Regions from separate parts of the Ovis aries genome. Here region 2 is linked to region 1. A link is a contact called in public Hi-C data. All regions are on one chromosome and are shown on one strand. Each heading gives the region's core, a stretch centred on a gene start, on an enhancer-like site or on the middle of the called end of the contact. The rest is flanking DNA. Distances are from core to core; before and after follow the strand shown. Region 1 holds the start of RNASEL (ribonuclease L). Region 2 has its middle 17 kb from the start of NPL.

Region 1 (4,708 bases), core at 1,403-3,902:
GGTTATGAAGGAGTCCCAAGTGAGGAAACCAACACTCACAGAATTAAGCAACTTGCTTGAGGTTACAAAACTTCAAAGTGGTGGGACTAGGCTGCAAGGCTCCCTAATCCTGGCTGAAGCTGAGGATCTTTCTAAATTATTATTTATGTTTGGCTGCACTGGGTCTTCATTGCTGCAAGAGGGCTTTCTCTAGCTGTGGACAGCAGCAGTTACTCTCTAGTTTTGGTTCATGGGCTTCTCATTTCAGTGACTTCTCCTGCTGTGGAGTAAGGTTCTAGAGTAAGGGCTTCAGTAGTTGTGGCACATGGGCGTAGTTGCCCGGCGACATGTGGAATCTTCCTGGACCAGGGATCAAACGTGTGTCCCCTGCATTGGCAGGCGGGTTCTCAACCACTGGACCACCAGCGAAGTCCAAGCCGAGGCTCTTACTACTGCACCACCTCGCCCCCTGGACTTCATACTCAGCTCTGCTTGCTTCCTTGAACGTTGCTGTAGTGCACTCTTGGTTTACCAGAGTGCACACTGACTTGTTCAGCCTGCTTGCAGTGTGTTTCACTAGTGTTACATCTTATCCTGGGTCCCAGGTTTGACCTCAATTTTGCCATTAAGTTTCACGGTCACTGAGCACACACACAACATTCACCATTAACTGCCACCTTGTCTGAAGGAACACACTTTCTAGATTCTCTTTCTTACAGATTCCTCTAGGAATTCAAACTTGGAGTTGGCTCCATCCAAGACCTACATTCATATTTGTATTTGCCAAGGGCAGCATAAAGTTAGCCTGGTATTCCATAAGCTTCCTTCACCTCCACATGGAATAATACAGGTTCTACCTGGTAGCAGGAGAAACTCCGCTATATCTACGGATTTGCTACATTCATCCTCAAATTGAACAATCCGCACTGACTGTAGTTCTTTCCTATTCTGCCATGAAAATCTGTTTCTCTGATAAATAAAGACCCTACATTTCTAGAGAAGACTGGCGACTCACCTATTAAGATGTTCTGTGGTTCCAGATCCTGATGAGTGTATCCAGACAGGTGTAGTTCCTCAACAGCCTTGAACAGAGATGAGAGGATGTTTCGGGCAAATTCATCTTCCTTGTTTTGCACAGCCTCTCCTCTGTGCTCAGCCAAGTGCTTCCCCAGCGTGTGCTCACACAGGGCAAGGCACACATACAGACAGCCCCCGTCGCTCTCACTGCCATAGAATGTCACCACGTGACCGTTGGCTCGGTTGCTCTGCAAACAAGAGACTTCATTTTGTCCCCGTGTGCTGCCTTCATAGAACCGCTTCACGGCTACCTCTTGTTCCTCATAGAACCCCAGGTAGATGCCCCCTTCAGAAGTGTCAGCGATTTTGTATTCTTCATCAATAAAGATCTTAAGTTTGCCTATCATAGGGCGGTATATCCCGTGGAGATGTTTCAGGGCCACCCCCCAACGTGAGCTCTGAGGCTTCCAGGCTATAGCGGGAGGGCAAACGTCTTCTACGGCTCCATGCTGGCGAAGAAACTTTGCAAGGTCAGAGTCATAATTGCGCTTCGCTATTGCGACAAGGTCCCCGCATTTTGTGCTGGCTCCTTTGTGACACAGCAACTGGGCAATTGCCTTCAGCTTAAGCTCGACAGCAAGCAGCAGTGCTGTTTTACCCTCACTGTCTGTGTCATTGATCTCTATACCTGTTTGTTCCAGAAGCATCTGTACCAGATCCAGGTTCTTCTTTTCCACTGCCAAGATCAGTGGCGTCTTCCTTCCCTCCCCCCTCACATTGACATCAACCTTACAGTCCAGCAGAAGGCGAGTAATGGCTTTCACCTTCTCATCATCAGAGTTCAGAAGAGCATAGACCAAAGCATTTCTGCCCCTATTGTCCTGGGCATTGACATCCGCCCCCATCTCATGAAGGAGGATCTCCACGACATCTACATGCCCTTTTCTAGCAGCATCCATGAGAGCAGTGGCCCCTCCTTTCTTAATCCTCTCTTGATCCTCCATTGTCTTTCTGTGCAAATTCACCTCTGCTCCATTGCTATACAGGAACCTTAAGGCTTCGACTTTGCCATACACAGCAGCTTCCATGAAAGCGGTGAAGCCATTAACATCGCACTCATTGACATCTGCTACTTTAGGAAGTAATAGTTTGAGCAACTTCACGTTTCCGACTATCCCAGCAATGATGAAGGGAGTGGCGCCATTCTTCTTCCGCAGACAAGGCTCAGCACCATGACTAAGCAGAAGATCCACAATGTCTTCTCTGTCAACTTGCACTGCATTATGCAAAGGCGACCAGCCCCATTCTTCCTGGAAATTGACATCAGCCCCTCTTTCTAGCAGTTGCTGGACCAACTCAATGTCTTCATCTTTAACAGCTTTAATCAACAAATGATTGTCATCCTTTGAAGCCTTCCCATTACTAGAGGGTGTGGGTCTTTCCTGAGGGTTGTTATGGCTCTCAGTCTCCATGATGGTATATACCACTGGCTACAACTTTCTTGCCTTCTCTTTGAGAAAATGAAAACTTATCTCCTTGGGTTTGATCAAAGAGACATGGAACGCTTAGAAACTCCTGTCAGGGGAAATAGGAATTGTCTGGCTACAGACCACCAGTATGAGGAGGCACAATACTCTTGGGGTCTTCTGAATTTTCACCTGGAGATGAGAGAGGTAATTTGTAGTGTTATAAGAGTGAGAAAACATTCGAATTAGATATATTAATTTTACTAGCAATGTTTTCAAAATACATCTATTATATAATTTTTTAATTATAGAATATTATAAATATATGTCTTTTCATACTGTTCATGGGGTTCAATCCTGAATATTCATTGGAAGGACTAATGCTGAAGCTGAAGCTCCAATAATTTGGCCACCTGATGTGAAGAGCCGACTCATTGGAAAAGACCCTGATGTTGGGAAAGATTGAGGGCAGGAGGAGAAGGGGGCAATAGAGGATGAGACGGTTAGATAGCATCACTGACTCAATGGACATGTATTTGAGCAAGCTCTGGGAGACAATGAAGGACAGAAGAGCCTGGTGTGCTGCAGTCCAGGGTGTCACAAGTGGCTAAGTCAGCCACAACTTAGCAACTGAAAAGCAACAACAACATAAATATATATAAATTGTAAGCAAGAAAAGTATTACTCTATTCTCCCACTGCTTAGAAACAGGCATAGTTAGTACAGTCTATAAATTATTTTTTAAAATAGTTGGGTTCATGATCTGTAACTTTGCATTTGGCTTCCTTTCATTTAATACCTTAATTATAAATAATGTCCTATGTTATTACAAAGTATTTTAAAATATTTTAATGTCTGCAATAGACCATCAGAGAGGTGTTTCAGTTCCCTACTACTGAGCAGATTTTTAAAGTAACTTTTAAACAAGAGTTTCAAAATTAGATTTTTTTTCACAATTCTAAATAATGTTATAGCAAATTTAGCTTATTTTATCTTGTTTTCTTATGATAGATCTTATAATAGATTTCTTACAATTGATTTCAAAGAACTGAATGACCAGTCAAAGGCTATGATTGTTTTTAAGATTCTCAACCTATATTAATACATTTTTTTCCAATGCCATATAAACACACTCTTATTAGAAATAAATGGCCTCTTAAAAAAACCAGAACCCTTACTTAATAAGAAAAAATGTGTTTTTCATCAATCTGCATTTCTGGTTGAGCATGCTCAGTCCATTCCTGGCTCTTTGCAAGTGCAAAATTGTACACTCCTATTCAAAGTAGTGTAGAGTGAGCAGCAGTCCCCAGACTTTCGGGCACCAGGGACCAGTTTTGTGGAAGACAATTTTTCCATGGCCTGGGAGTGGGGAAGGGGTGGGTTTGGAGATGACTCAGGGCATAACAGTTATTGTGCACTTTATTTCTATTATTATTACATCAGCTCCAACTCAAGTCATCTGGCATTGGATCCCAGAGTGGGGGGACTCCTGGAGCAGGGGAAGCACTCGAACCCCCACCTCTGCAAGATCCAAGTTTGGCCCCTGGGTGTGTAACTCTGCTGCTGCTGCATCACTCCAGTCGCGTCCGACTCTGTGCGACCCCATAGGCAGCGGCCCACCAGGCTCCCCCGTCCCTGGGAGTCTCCAGGCAAGAACACTGGAGTGGGTTGCCATTTCCTTCTCCAATGCAGGAAAGTGAAAAGCGAAGTCCCTCAGTCATGTCGGACTCTTACCTACCCCACGGACTGCAGCCTGCCAGGCTCCTCTGCCCATGGGATTTTCCAGGCAAGAGTGCTGGAGTGGGGTACTGTTGTGTAACTCTAGACTCTTCCTAATTGTGTAACCTTAGATTATTGAGTCTGAATTTTCTGTTCCCTCAAATAGGGATGACAAAAAATACAGTCCCCCATATAAAGTGTACTTAAGTAGGGAGAAGGCAATGGCACCCCACTCCAGCACTCTTGCCTGGAAAATCCCATGGACAGAGGAGCCTGGTAGGCTGCAGTCCATGGGGCCGCGAAGAGTCGGACATGACTGAGCGACTTCACTTCGACTTTTCACTTTCATGCACTGGAGAAGGAAATGGCAACCCACTCGTATTCTTGCCTAGAGAATCCCAGGGACGGGGGAGCCTGGTGGGCTGCCATCTATGGGGTCACACAGAGTCAGACACAACTGAAGCGACTTAGCAGCAGCAGCAGAAGTAGGGAGAGGGTAAAATATTAGGCCTTCAATAAATGGTAGA
Region 2 (4,530 bases), core at 1,902-4,401, 190 kb after region 1:
AGTATTCTGGCCTGGAGAATCCCATGGACAGAGAAACGTGGCAGGCTACAGTCCATGGGGTTGCAAAGAGTAGGACACGACTGAGGGAGTTTCACTTGATGGTCCAGTTATTAAGAATCCTTGCTTCCAATGCAGGGACACAGGTTTGATCTCTGATCAGGGAACTAATTTCTCACATGCTATGCAGTAGGGCTAAAAAATAAATAAAATTAATTTAAAAACAAAAACAAACAAACCTATCACAGGAGCAAAGACCGTTAAAAAATAAAATACGGGGACTTCCTTGGTGGTCCAGTGCTTAAGACTCTGTGCTTCCAATGCAGGGGGTGTAGGTTCAATCCCTGGTGAGGGAACTAAGATCCCACATGCCTTGGGGTGCAGCCAAAAAACATAGAACAAAAGTATGATTTTCTGTTTCTGAGGAAATTTTCTGTAGCACAATTAATAAAGAAAAGAAGGCATTTCTCTATTTGAATATTTTTTAATGGAGGATGCCACCTGTCAAAGAACCCCTTCTCTTTCTGTCCTCACCCAGCCCGAGGGGAGGTGCCAGGGTACAGCAGTTATTTGGCTCTATTCCATCTCCTATTTCACATTCAGTTTCCCATCATGCACTGGGTGAAACGGCAGCCTGACATGATGAGAAGCCTCCCTGAAGACTACAGCCCACACTCATCCATCCCTTCACTGAACTCTATTATACTTATTGTCTGTACCACACAATTAGCACTTTATTATATACTGTCTTGTTCTCTAATTGCCTCTACCACACAAGTTAGCACTCTATTACATTCTGTCAGATTCTGTAATTCTGTCATGTATTTTTGCCTTGTTTTTCCACACGGATTACGAGTACCAGGGTGGCAGGGACCCTGTCTGGTCTTGCTCTGGAGTTTCCCACAGCCCCAAACACTGTTCCAGGAGCAACAAAGTGGGCCTATGATAAATGCCGGCTGGTTTACTGGTTGGTGGGGGGCCTGGGAGACTGGTTGATTTTCTGATGGGCTTATTTAAGCCAGCATCTGAGCTATCTAGAGCCTGGAGGAGAAAACAGAGAAGGTGCTGGGTTACAGAACACGGCCCACGGTCATTCCAGCCACCATCCTTCAGTTCAAACTGCCTCATCACCGACCAAGTCATTTCATTTCTCTCTACCTAGGTTTTCCACGTATGTAGGATAGGGAAATCAAAACATGTCACCAGATAACACCATTTTTTAGATCACGTGATGTTTTTCATCCAAAGATTTTACATGATAACATCCTCCCACGGGACAGGCATCACTGCGTAGAGGAGAGGTCATGCTTTGAAATTAGAGAGACTTCTTACCAGCTATTTAGCTATTTGTTATCGTTAACAAATAGCTAAATAAACCTCTCTCCCTGAAACTAAACTCTCATCTCTGAAGTTACTTCAGTGACTGTAATTATTTGTAGTATTACTACTGTCCATAGGCTTGTTGGAATATTCTTATTTTTTCCAATTTCTGCAAGTGCCATGCCTCACAGGAAGTGTTAAGAATTATTATTATCATAATAGGTATAACAAACACCTTTGTCTCATACACTAGTTACAAAGAGCGTCTACTTCAAAGGTGATTCATGGGTTTTCTTCTTAGAGAACAAAGCCACGGAGTTTTACAATTTCTTTATCTTTCTTGGTTGAGGGATTGTTTATGCTTAATGGTCTATCACATGACTTCAGACTTATTCAGCTAAATAATAAGTGAAGAAACACCCGATACGCGGCACTAACAAATCCATTCCTCTGTCTGTCTCTTTCACCTCTGCTATAAACATGTAGATGAATGGGGCACAGAGTTAATCTTATTTCTCTGAACTAGGGATGATGCAAATAAAATACCCTGTCCCTGTGTGTCATTTGCTTTCCCCCCTTTTGATCAGTATGCTTTGCCATACTGTATCCATTTCTGTTTTTGTCGTTGTTTTCTGGATCGGCAGGTACACAATGCAATTAGTCACCTAGCTGTGACATGTTATTTTCTTAAAACAAGATCAATTTAAGCCTCCCCCAAGTGCTGCTCTAACCCTGGATCTTCTCCACCTGAGGACCCCAGGAGCCTAAAGAGTTTTGAACGGCTACTTTGTAGGATAGATGACTCCCCCCCTTTTTAAATTATTTTTAATTGGAGGATGATTACAAAGTTGCGTTGGTTTCTGCCATACAACCGCGTGAATCAGCCATAAGTATACATATGTCCCCTCCCTCTTGAACCTCCCTTCCATCCCTCATCCCATCCCACCCTCTCGGTTGTCACAGAGCACTGGGCTGAGCTCTCTGTGTTATAGAGCAGCTTCCCAGCAGCTGTCTATTTCACACTAGGCAATGTATATGTTTCAACGCTCCTCTCAGTTCGGCCCCGCTGGGTCCACAAGCCTGTTCTCCATGTCTGTGTAGAGGACACCCTTTAAGAAGAGTTTTCCTCCCTCTTCGTGGGTTGCCTGAGTATCCCTTTGGGAAAGATGAACTGTTTCCTTTTGCGTACCTGTGCTAAACAGCAATTCGATTATTCTCTCAAAAGTATTCATCAAGGTCTGCCATGTAACAGGCAAGGCCTGGGTGCTGGAGAGACAAGGGTGACTACCACTCTACCACCCAGAGCTGGGGACTCCCACTGTAGGAACCCACGGTTTGATGGAGGAAGCAGAAAGCCTGAAAGATAACTACCACACAGGGAGATAAGTGTGAATCGAAAGTGCGTGGCCAGGCTGTCAGCCTGAGGCCAGTGTTGCCCACCACTAGGAGTCAACTTTGTCTGATAAATCTAAGGGAGCAGTTGGCCTGGTTAGGAGCTGATTAGACTGAAGGGAAGGGATGGCTTGAAGGTGCTTGCGACAAAGGAATGATAGGAAGGAACAGTCCTGGGGTGCAGAATGGGGCATGGGAAAGAAAAAAACGTCTTCTCTCTGACCTTGGCTCCCTGCCTAAGCTCTATAGACTCATTTCTGAGCCTGTGGACGGAGAGCCTGCAGGCAGAGAGGGTAGTGTCGGTGAGGCGCTGGATACAAGTCATGTCACATTGAGACAAGGGTGAAAAACTGGCCAAGAAGAAGGGGCTTTTCTGTGTCTTTAGGCACCGAGAGAGCAACTTTGGCTGAGAGCGCTGTGACAGTGGCTGAGGGGAGACACTGCCCCCCAGTGGCCTCATGGCAGGGGACTCCAACAAGGAGCTGGAAGACTAACAGGAAAAGACGGGAGGAAACACCAGCGGTACCACCTGCCTCCCAGGAACACTGGGGGAGACGTGGAGGGAGAGCCGCCCACTCTGCAGGCGAGTGGCCGCACAGCCAGTGCAACGGGAGTTCTCACCACTAAGACAATAACCGTTACCAGCAGCGCTGGTGCGTAGGTAAAACTGCAGGAAACAGAGGTTCAGTTCAGTTCAGTCGCTCAGTCGTGTCCGACTCTTTGCGACCCCATGGGCTGCAACGCGCCAGGCTTCCCTGTCCACCACCAACTCTGGGAGCCTACTCAGACTCATGTCCATCGCGTCGGTGATGCCATCCAACCATCTCATCCTCTCTCGCCCCCTTCTGCATGCACAAAAGTTATGTGAACACCAAAAAAAAGCCCTTATTTTCTGGCCACAAGATTAAGCAGAGTGGTATGTGCACTAGTTAGTAATGGGTCTGATAGGCAGAGCTATAGGAAGTCCAAGATAAGTAACAAGAGGAGATTCAGGCACAACTTTGGGGGTGGGGGTGGAGACTGGGTGGTGGTGAGCGGGAGTTCAGCCAGACACGGAGCGGGCTGCTGCAAAGCTCTGGATGCAGGAGCTTCTGGGAAGATGCTGCCAAAGAAGATGGCCCCGAGGCTGCGCACAGCCTGGAAGTCAGACGACCAGACAGGAATACTCAACCAGATTTAAAATAGGACTTCTCTCCTGAACTAAACAAAATGAAATTCTATCCACAAGTGCGTGGTTCAGTGGAAAACAGAAACAAAAACTTCAAACAGCCCTAAAAGGCATGTTGAAAAATAAGTCCCTCCCTTCCTCAATCCCTATTGCCAGGAGAAATGACTGATAGCCACTGTCATACACTAGTATAAAGCAACTAGTGAGTTGTTAAATTTCTTAAATATTTCCTTTCAGGTTGATAAGTAGCTACTGCTTCAAGCCCATAAAGTGCGGCCTGCCCAGAATTTCAATCAATCATTAATGGGTTAAAGCTTAGATTCCAGGGGGTCTCCAGCATCCTTCCAGCTTGAAGGCCAGCAGCCATCCTGTTTGTCAATGCCGAGCCACATAAATATTCTGAACATCACTGTTATCCTTCCAGATAACCTATTCGCGTATATAGGCATATCCCTGCACACATCTTTACTTCTTTTAATACAGATGGAAGAACTGAACACTGCTCTGTGTTTTGTGTGGTTTTTTACCTGCTTGGCCCACCTTTACAAATGTAGACTGTGTGTATTTCTTTTAGAGCTAACATAATCTAGTTATAACAACCTAAACTGACCTGAGAAATGGGCACAGGAATAGAGTGAGATTCTGGAATAACT

What was found. Hi-C and Micro-C count contacts between places; a contact is called where the count stands out from the background.
Region 2: a Hi-C map of liver shows a contact between it and region 1, with 9 times the contacts expected there. The contact joins the enhancer-like site here to the promoter of RNASEL in region 1. A contact is called at or near these places in 14 of 16 Hi-C or Micro-C datasets (blood, hypothalamus, liver and 7 more).

What each region holds. Positions count from the first base shown.
Region 1 is chr12:63,078,022-63,082,729 of ARS-UI_Ramb_v3.0, forward strand. RNASEL (ribonuclease L) reads right to left here and starts at 2,653. Exons shown (of 6, transcript XM_004013850.6): 1 at 995-2,653. The coding sequence starts at 2,468.
Region 2 is chr12:63,272,255-63,276,784 of ARS-UI_Ramb_v3.0, forward strand. No RefSeq gene overlaps it. Among named protein-coding and RNA genes, the nearest start is that of NPL, 17 kb to the right of the region's middle. Within about 2 kb of position 3,152, at least 3 of the 54 cell types and tissues checked have an H3K27ac peak or open chromatin away from gene starts, as enhancers often do. A contact at or near this core is called in liver, where this site is marked.